Regions from separate parts of the Mus musculus genome. Here region 1 is linked to region 2. The links are chromatin contacts, called in public HiChIP or PLAC-seq maps. All regions are on one chromosome and are shown on one strand. Each heading gives the region's core, a stretch centred on a gene start, on an enhancer-like site or on the middle of the called end of the contact. The rest is flanking DNA. Distances are from core to core; before and after follow the strand shown.

Evidence for each region. HiChIP or PLAC-seq counts read pairs in DNA pulled down with a chosen protein or histone mark.
Region 1: an H3K4me3 HiChIP or PLAC-seq map of bone marrow-derived macrophages shows a contact between it and region 2, with 2.2 times the contacts expected there. The contact joins the enhancer-like site here to the promoter of Eno1 in region 2. A contact is called at or near these places in 1 of 15 datasets of contacts at CTCF or cohesin (the NIH/3T3 cell line), 5 of 115 datasets of contacts at active chromatin or transcription factors (the SCID.adh cell line, bone marrow-derived macrophages and embryonic stem cells) and 3 of 9 other capture datasets (adipose tissue, liver and pancreatic islet).

What each region holds. Positions count from the first base shown.
Region 1 is chr4:150,347,393-150,352,036 of GRCm38.p6, reverse strand. The region is part of intron 1 of Rere (arginine glutamic acid dipeptide (RE) repeats); the gene reads right to left. Among named protein-coding and RNA genes, the nearest start is that of Rere, 68 kb to the right of the region's middle. Within about 2 kb of position 2,111, at least 33 of the 459 cell types and tissues checked have an H3K27ac peak or open chromatin away from gene starts, as enhancers often do. A contact at or near this core is called in bone marrow-derived macrophages, where this site is marked.
Region 2 is chr4:150,235,448-150,239,887 of GRCm38.p6, reverse strand. Eno1 (enolase 1, alpha non-neuron) reads right to left here and starts at 2,691. Exons shown (of 12, transcript NM_023119.2): 1 at 2,548-2,691; 2 at 322-415. The coding sequence starts at 406.

The sequences.
Region 1 (4,644 bases), core at 862-3,361, 110 kb before region 2:
GGAGAACAGCAAATAAAACTACAAAAAGACAACTCAGAAGAAGAAAACCTAGCAACCTTAGCCTTGGGTTAGCAATAACAATGAATGAACAATTCAGGGCCTGAAAGGGATTTTCCCCAGAAGAAGGCAGCAGTGGTACTGCCTGCAGCTCCGCATAAATTACACGGACTCTGTGTTCTCGCGCCTAAGGACAGCACAGAAACAACCTAAGGAGGTGAGTGAGCTTTCAAGTTGAGGAAGAGTGAATCTAAAGGGGCTTGGGGGAGCTTTAAGTACCAACCAGTTTCTGCCTCCTCCTCCACCACTCCATTAAGTATGTTTCATGATACTACTAAATAAGAGTTCACTTTGATTAAACTACTTTCATAGCCAAATGACTTAAAGCTCCATTAACCCAGACTATACTGGAGGAACTGGTTTTTGTCATAGCCAGGATCAACAGAAGTAACCGTTATTTAAATAAAGTAACTGCCTACTCTTAAGTAAAGCAAGGCGGCTGCCATGAAGCACTTGGTGCCAACAAAGTCTAAAGAGTAGGCTGTGGTTTAAGATGAAACCCAGGAAGAAAAGTCACTCTTCCTATAAAGGACAGTTTGGCTCTTTCAAATAAAAAGGCTTTATTTCTGAGAACACATAAAAATTTGAGACAACCTGCTTTCCAGTTCTGGGAGACTTCTATTACTACACTACACAAACCAACATAACAGAACATCCTGAAAGAGAATCATGTTTTGTTTCCAGCCTGGAGCCCATCTTCCCGGCAACGATGTGCTGATGGCAAATCACCCTGCAGAGCTGCAATGGGCTCCTCAACTTGTTCCAAAGAGTCTGCTCTAAGCCTCGGCCAAAGTGCCAGTCTGACACAGAAAAGTAGCTTTATATTTTACTAACTATATTTGTTCATCTTTTATTATTTTATTTTGTAGTATGTATGAGTGATTACTTCATGCCTGGTGCCTGTGAAGGCCAGAAGACATTAGGTCCTATACAACTTAAGTTACCATGATGTAAAGCATCGTGTGGGCTCAGGGAACAGAACCTAGACGAGCAGGCAGTGCTCTTATCCACTAAGCAATCTTCCCAAGCCTCGGAAAACGAGTTTTAATCTTGTTACCACCAAGTATTCTACCTGTGAACCGAAAAGTTACCATCAGAAACTGTTCTTAATTGGAGATACACTCAGTGGCAGGGCACGGGTCAAGCAGTCAAAAGGCCCTGTATTTGATCCTGAGCAGCACACAATAAAAAAAAAAAAAAAATCATCTATTATACTAACAAGTACATTCATTCTTTATGGTAACAAAAGCAACCCAATTTATATGCATAAGCTGAAGTTGTCACTTCTGGGTAAATACAGAAACCATCATAGTTTATATAGGCTGTACAGAAGTAGACGGTGGGCTATGATGGTTTCTCTATATACAAATAATTGTGAGCGTGAATTTAAAAAGGAAAAAATATTTTATGGCACAGAAAATTCAAATGTCAATGTTCATAGGTAAATTTTTATTGAAAATGTTCGTGTCTGTTCATTTACTTATTTGCTTATGTCAACTTTTGTATGTCATAGACAAGGTTAAAGGAGGCTTGAGAGATGGCTAAGCCATTAAGAGCACTTACAACTCTTACAGAGGACCTCTATTTGATTCTGAGCACCCCACAAGGTAGCTTACAACCATCGTTAATACCAGTTCCAGGGAATCTGCTACCCTCTTCTAATCTCCTCAGGCATGCACATGGTACAGATACATCCAGGCAAAACACTAAAACATATAAAATAAATTAAATCTTTAAAAATAAAAGAGGGCAGGGGAAGGTGGCTAGGCAGTGGTGGCACACACCTTTAATCCCAGCACTCAGGAGGCAGGGGCAAGGCATCTCTATGAGTCTGAGGCCAATCTAGACTACAAAGTGAGTTCTAGGACACCCAGTGCTGTTATACAGAGAAATCCTCTCATGAAAAACAAAGAGGCAGCGTGGAATTGGAAAGTGGAATGTATACAACAGAGCCAGCAAAGCCCAAAATATTTACTCTATGTCCCTTTCATGAAAGGCTTTCTATTTGTAGACATTATATAATGACTACTCAACTTCCTTTCTGTAAAAGCCTTCAATCAACTTCCCTTTTCACCCCTTCTAAGAAAAAGTGAATAGAGAAGGGTCAAGGGGCATGAGGCCCTCACCAAGAGAGGAGGAAGTGTGGAGAGGGAGGAGGAGGAGGAGGAGGAGGAGGAGGAGGAGGAGGAGGAGGAGGAGGAGGAGGAGTAACGGACAGTTACCTTATGTGCTTCCTGTGCTTACGGTGTGGGAAAAGACCAGAAGCGGGCTGACCTGGACAGCGTCCGGAAGCTGTGAGCTAATGCCCATAACCAAAGCTAATGCACAGGATGGCCGTTTTAAAACAAAATTTACTGGGTTGTTATTATTATTATTATTATTATTATTATTATTATTATTATTATTATTATTATTCCTTGCCTGCATGTGTGTCTGTGTGAAGGTGACAAGTCCACTGGAACTGGAGCCTCAGACACTTGTGAGCTGCCATGTGGGTCCTTCAGAAGAGCAGCCAGAGCTCGTAACACCAGCCCCACATAGGATTATCATTTGAACTCTTAATCGGTTTCTTTCCAAAGAAATGGCTGTACCTGTTATAGGTCCAACAACAATTTAATTTAACCACAGGGACTGGGTGACAGGCAGGGGCACAGGCACTCAGCTGAGCTCCCTGTGGAGCCCCTAAGCGGCCTCTCAGTCTGCTCATCTGCCCTGCCTGTGCTTGTACAGGAATCTGCAGATATTAGTGTGCTTTAACAGGCAGGCTTCCCAGCAAGAGTGATAAACTGGAATTCGATACAGCTAATAAATGCAACTGAATAGCTTTGTTTTAGCCAGTCCTGATGGCACAAGTCAACAATCCCAGCACGTAAGAGAATCGAGACAGAAGAATCAAGAGTTCAAAGCCAGCCAGAGCTATGTAAAATTCTATCACAAAAAACTAAAGCATATGGGGCTAGAGAGCTGGGCCACTGATTAAAGTAATTTCTGCTCTTCTAAAAGACCTAAATTTGGTTCTAAGCACCTATGTCAAGGCAGATCACAAGAGCCTGCAACAACAGCTGCAAGGGAGGCAACACTCTCTTCCGGCCTCCATATACATGCTGCATACACACACACACACACACACACACACACACAGACAAAAACTCATTTAGAGGCTGGAATGATGGTAAATGCACTTGCCACCAAACCTGATGACCTAAGGTAGATCCCTTGGGACACATGGGATAAGGAGAGAATTGACTCCCACCAGCTGTCTTTTGACTGCCATCATTTTCTACCTGTGGTTAGGCTTGTTATTAGACTGAACAGAGCTTTGACCTAAAAGAGTTACAACCATTTTTTTTAAGGAAAAAAAACAAATCATCCTCTCTCTCTCTCTCTCTCTCTCTCTCTGTGTTTATGTGTATTTTCTAAATAAATAAATGTATATAATAATTTTTAAAGGCTCATTTAGACTTGAAAACAGTTCTTTCCAGACAGACTTGATGGCTTACTCAGATGACTCAAAAGTACATGAGGGAGCAGGAACACAAGTTTGAAGACAGCCTAGACTGCATGCAAAGATCAAAGTGAACAGTTTAACAAAACTCTATCCCGAAATAAAATTTATAAATGGCTAAAGACATACTTCAATGCTTAAAACACTTGCCTTATATGCTGTGCAAGGCTCTAAGTTCAATCCAAAGAAGAAGGGGGGGGGGGACGAAGGGGGGATGAGGGGGAGGGGGAAAGGGAGGGGAGGGGAGGGGGAGAAGAGGAAGAAAACAGTAATAACAACAATGATGCATGGACTAGAATTCCCTGGAATATACACACCACACACCTTTAAGACTCTGAGGGAAAGATCAGGCCTATTGGCACATACATGTAATTGCAGGTATACAGGAGGCTAAGGAAAAAAGAATTCTAAGTCCAAGACCTGCCTATGCCAATATATGAGACCATTAGTTTAACCCCTAAAGGTAAATAAATTAAAGAGGAAGTGATTGGTTTAATACCTTTGAAATACTGCTGAATGTAGTGCACATAATACCTAAGGAACTCTGGAACATTTGGCACTGGAAGACATCAATCCATTGGGCATTTACAATTTCCACTCAGTTGTTGAAAATGTCAGTTTCTAGCAGAGGGTATGCCTAGTTCCTACCTAAGAAAGGCTTGCAAACACCAGCTATTCCCTTCCTTTTGCATTTGTTCCACAAATGCCCAAAAAGCAAATTCAGTTCAACTGAGCGAGTCAATAAAAATCCCAGCTTTTATATGGCAGTGTGTTTATACCAGGCAAAGTCATTCTCTAAGGTCAAATCATTATGATGTATTATCTAACAAACTTTTTAAGACAAACCAGATCACTTCTTTCCAAAACTTACATTTCCAAAAACCTGGAAAACCATGTGGGAAGATCCCAAAGCAAATACCTGGATTGTTTTTCCAAATGAAAACTTAAGAGGCAAGAGGACGAATACGCTGAGCTGCACTGCCCTCTAGAGTCTCCTTCTGATACTGTTCTTAGCCTTGAAATAATTAAACACTAATTATAAAACTCTTCTAATTACACAAGTGCTCAGTATTCTAATATTG
Region 2 (4,440 bases), core at 1,442-3,941:
CCAGGCTAGTCTCAAAAAGTTCTCCCCCTTGCAGCAGGCACAAGTGCTGAGATTAAAAGCTTTAGCCACCACACCCAGACAATTTCTTAATGTAAGTTTTTTTTTTTACAACGCTGTGGTGTGAATTTGGAACTTGCCCTCCCTTACTTCCCCGTCCCAGTGAACCCAACCCACATCCTGTCTTAAATACCAAGAAACAAGGCATGGTGGCAGATGCCTGTAATCTCAGTGCGTGGAAGGATCAGACAGAGGGACTCTGCCTTGCCACCCTGACCCCATTCTCAGTGAGAAGAAACCAAGAAACAGAGTGGGTGCATGTACCTTTTGCGGTGTACAGATCGACCTCAACAGTGGGATTCCCACGGGAGTCAAAGATCTCTCTGGCGTGGATCCTGAGAATAGACATGGCGAATTTCTGTAGGAGGAAAAACATTCATATCACCAATAAACAGTGACACAGAGGTTAATTCATTCCAAGGCCATCACCTCTGAGGGGTCCTGGACTTGACAGGTACCAAATGGGCTATGCGTTAGGTAACATACAGGAAAGTCACTCATCAGTGAGGGTTTGGGGAGCGAGGACTACTCCTTACACAGCAGGTCGGTGGCTTGGACTTCCCGCCAAGCTTGAGGTCAACATGGCACAATGAAATAAACCACTCCTACAGAAAGCCCTCAGAAGCTACCTGTACTGTGGGCAAATTAAATCCTCTGACTGCATAGAACAGTGTTCTGGCTCCACAGAGAAGGAAGTGGGAAGCAACAGTGAAGGAAGGTCAGAGGTTAAACTGACCTGGAGACCAGAGGGAAATGTGACATTTCAAAGCAGTTTAATTGTGGGAAAAAGAGAAACCCTAATTCATCAAATTGCACCCATGACAAGAGCAGAATATTCAGCTGACACAGATTTGATAACCAGTAAGAAAGTGTGAGGCAGGAGGCCAGAACCCCAAACTCCTTGGCCTGTGGTCAATGATCCTGCCATTCTTGGCCTGGTGGCCATGCTGGCTAGCACGTGGGAGGTCCTGGGTTCAATCTCCGCCATATTTAGGCAAGAGCTAGGACTTCTGGTTAGTACATTTCAAAAGGGCACCTTGTCTCGCTTTTAAAAGGTATTCAAAGTAGATGTTTAATTAGAAAAACATCCTGAGAGGAAGAGGATATTTGGCAACAAACTGCAAGTCCCTTTCTTACTTCTTCCCCAGCAGGCTTTCCAAGAAAGAAACCAAATAGATTCTGTAGCTAAACTGGATGAGACATGAAGACAATACAGCATTCAGAGGCTATTATTATCTAACTAGGTTCCTCACATCTTTTGTGGCAAGCACTGAAGCAAAGGCAGCTTTTTTTTCCACAGAAGTTACTTCTGTGGTTTTGTCTTCTCTAAGACAAAGGATCTTTGTACACTCACCAAGAATAAAGTATCTACTTTTTACCTACCATGTTACAAAACCTTACTATTCCTCAACCATACTCTTTTGTCTTCTCTCTTACTCGCCCGATTCTATGAATGCCAGACTGACCAGAACTCAGTGATCCTCCAGCCTCAGCATCCCTAGCGCTACACTTTCATGTGTGCATCTCCATGGCTGGTTCCTTTATGGGGGCGGAGGAGCACCCACGTGCCACACTTTGCTCTGCAAAGACCTTACAACTTGTAGGAGTTGATCCCTCCCTCCACCCTTTTTATCTAGCTTGGATCTTTAGGCTAGGCAGCAAACGTATTTAACCAAAGGAAGAAAATCTCACCCACTCTGTCTTTATCTGGATTGAACGCCAGACCAAGGGCAGAAAAGTGGACCTATCGGTCAGGCTAATCAGCAGACTAGCTGTGGTCTATCCCGAAAGCGAGTCAGCCAAGGAACCACACTGCCTAGGCCAGAACGAACAGGAAGTTTTCTTAAATGCATCTTAAGTCAGTTCACGGCCGGCTAGTAGCCACCCAGGAAACCTGTAGCTCTTGCCTAATTGCGTCGAGGTCTCCTGAGGGCTTCCCAATTATCCAACGGGACTGCTGCAATTTCCTCTACTCTTAGTACCTAACCGACACTCACAGGTCAGGAATATTCCACAGCAGAGATGGGCTGGACCACTCCCGCCCAGTGACGCTCGATTGCGGTCCAGGAGCTACAGCCCCAGCAGGATCTACTAGGGTGTGGCGCTCTGCCTCTTGGGCATCCTTATTTCTGGCCCTTCCATTCTGAGAAAGGATTTAATGAGCATCGGGGGTTTAAGTTGCTCTCCCTCCCTCTGAAACCTTCCACTTAACTACACAGAAAGTACTTTTCTATTCTCCACGGCCGCGATCATCCGTGGTCTGCATTTGCTGTTGTCTGCTTGGGAACCCGGTTACATTGCAACCCTGAAACTCGGTGATCACTGGTGGGGCTCACACCTCCACCCTCCAAGAGCCTGCGTCCTTCCACGAGGCTGACCCGAGTGCTCCCCGGATAGCGGCTCCCGCCCAGGCTAGTGGGTGCACGTGCCCACCGGGTCCCCAAGCGAAGCTAGTAGGAGAGCTGACCCCGGTGGAGACAAGGACCATACCTGGCAGTAGGATCGCTGCAAAGCAAGGAAAGAGGGTGCCGTGGACACCGAGGAGAGCCTTAAGGACAGACGCGAGCGCGACCCTGTACCGGAGCAGCACTAAGCGCCTCCCACTCTGTCTTCCTTTCCTGCTCGTTAAGCCCCGCCCAGTTCTCCCCTTTCGGGCCCGCCCTCCCTCCGCGCCGCCTCCCCATTGGCTCAGCGTGCCATCACTCCAATAGAAGAGCGTGACCGAGGCGGCCGCTCGGCCTGCCCAGACTAGGGGCGAGGGCACGGGGGCGGGGGTTGTCCTGCCTTTCTGGGCCTAGCCTGCTTGGGGCATAGCTGGAATGCCTGGCGAGCCTCCGGCTGGGAACCTGGGGCCCGGCCGAGGGTCTACGGAGCCCGGATGCGGGGCGGGGCGGGGCTGGGCTGCGCGGCGGGCATGAGGGCTTGAGCCCGCCGCACGTACTCCGAGTCTCACACGCACTCGGCGTGGCTGCGGCGCCACACGTCCGGCCCACGACCTTGCTGATGACCTTCGCGGCTCGGCCCTCCAGCCGGCCAACCCCCCACCGGGAGGTTCTGGAGCCCCCGGCGGTGTGGAAACGTTGATGCGCGGCCAGAGGGCCTCACTCCCGCGTGGAATTGGGTGGGGGTGGGGGGGATGAGGGGGAAATGCATGGATACTGCGCCTGCGCACTGAGCGCCCTCGCCGCTGGTCCTGGCTCTCTGGTGCCATCTGCCAAGGTGACCCCGTCCTTTTGTCCTTGCTGTAGTGAGTCTCAGGCCGAGGTAGCCAAGGGAAAGTGACCTTTCCCTTAATATTACCTAATCATTTGTTACTGTGTGGAGGGTACCGAATCCTACTGTCCAGCTCACGCTAATAAGGCAGTACCTTTGTGCTACACCCACCCAGCCACTCCACCCTACTTTAGAACTTTCCTTACTTCTCTGGTGTACTAGCTCAGTGTGGATTTATTCTTCATCCATGTTAATGTTCCTTTGTTTAAAGATCTAATACTTCTTTCCCCTGCTTGTGGCCTCGATGTTCTTGACCTACCAGTTCTTGAGACTCATACTCAAGTCGTCCCGACGCATTTCTCAAAAGTCTAGACTAGTAATATTCCACAATGATGTGACAAACGTCCGGAAGCGCAGGGTGGAGCCATTTCACCCTTCTGATGAAGAAAATAAAGCTGGTGTTTAACCACAGCTGTGGGTAGGCAGAGGCAGGCGGATTTCTGAGTTCAAGGCCTGCCTGGTCTACATAGTGAATTCTAATTCAGATGGGGCATAGTGATGAGACCTTGTCAAAAAAAAAAAAAAAAGAAAGAGAAAGAAAGAAAGAAAGAAAGAAAGAAAGAAAGAAAAGAAAAGAAAAGAGAAAAAGAAAGAAATGAAGAAAAGAGAAAAAATAAAAGTGATGATAGCTAGCCAGTCAGTGCTAATGTGAGCCTTTAATCTACAGAGCTAGTTCCTGAACAGATAAGTTACAAGGAGAAACCCTGTCCAAAAAAAACCAAACAAACAAACCCAAAACCAAACAATATTTTAAAATAAGACAGACAAACAAAACCCTATCTTGGAACCCACGAGATGGCTCAGGGGCAAAGGCACCTGCAGTCAGTCACACCTGATCAAGCTGTCCTCTGACCTCCATCCCCAACCACAATGTGTAATACTAATCAAAAGAAAAAAAGTAGCCATCAAATCGAGACAAACTTGAGCTGCCTAGGGACCCGATCTCATCTCAAACACTACAGAAATCGGCTTTCAACTCCTGCCGTGCACACACTTCACTATAGAACTGAAGGGAACACATCACTTTCTGTTGTATTTTCTCCCACGTTTCTCTTGGGTTGTGAGTCTGGGAGTTAACGTCCTATGTTTCTATCTTTTCTCTGTTGTCTT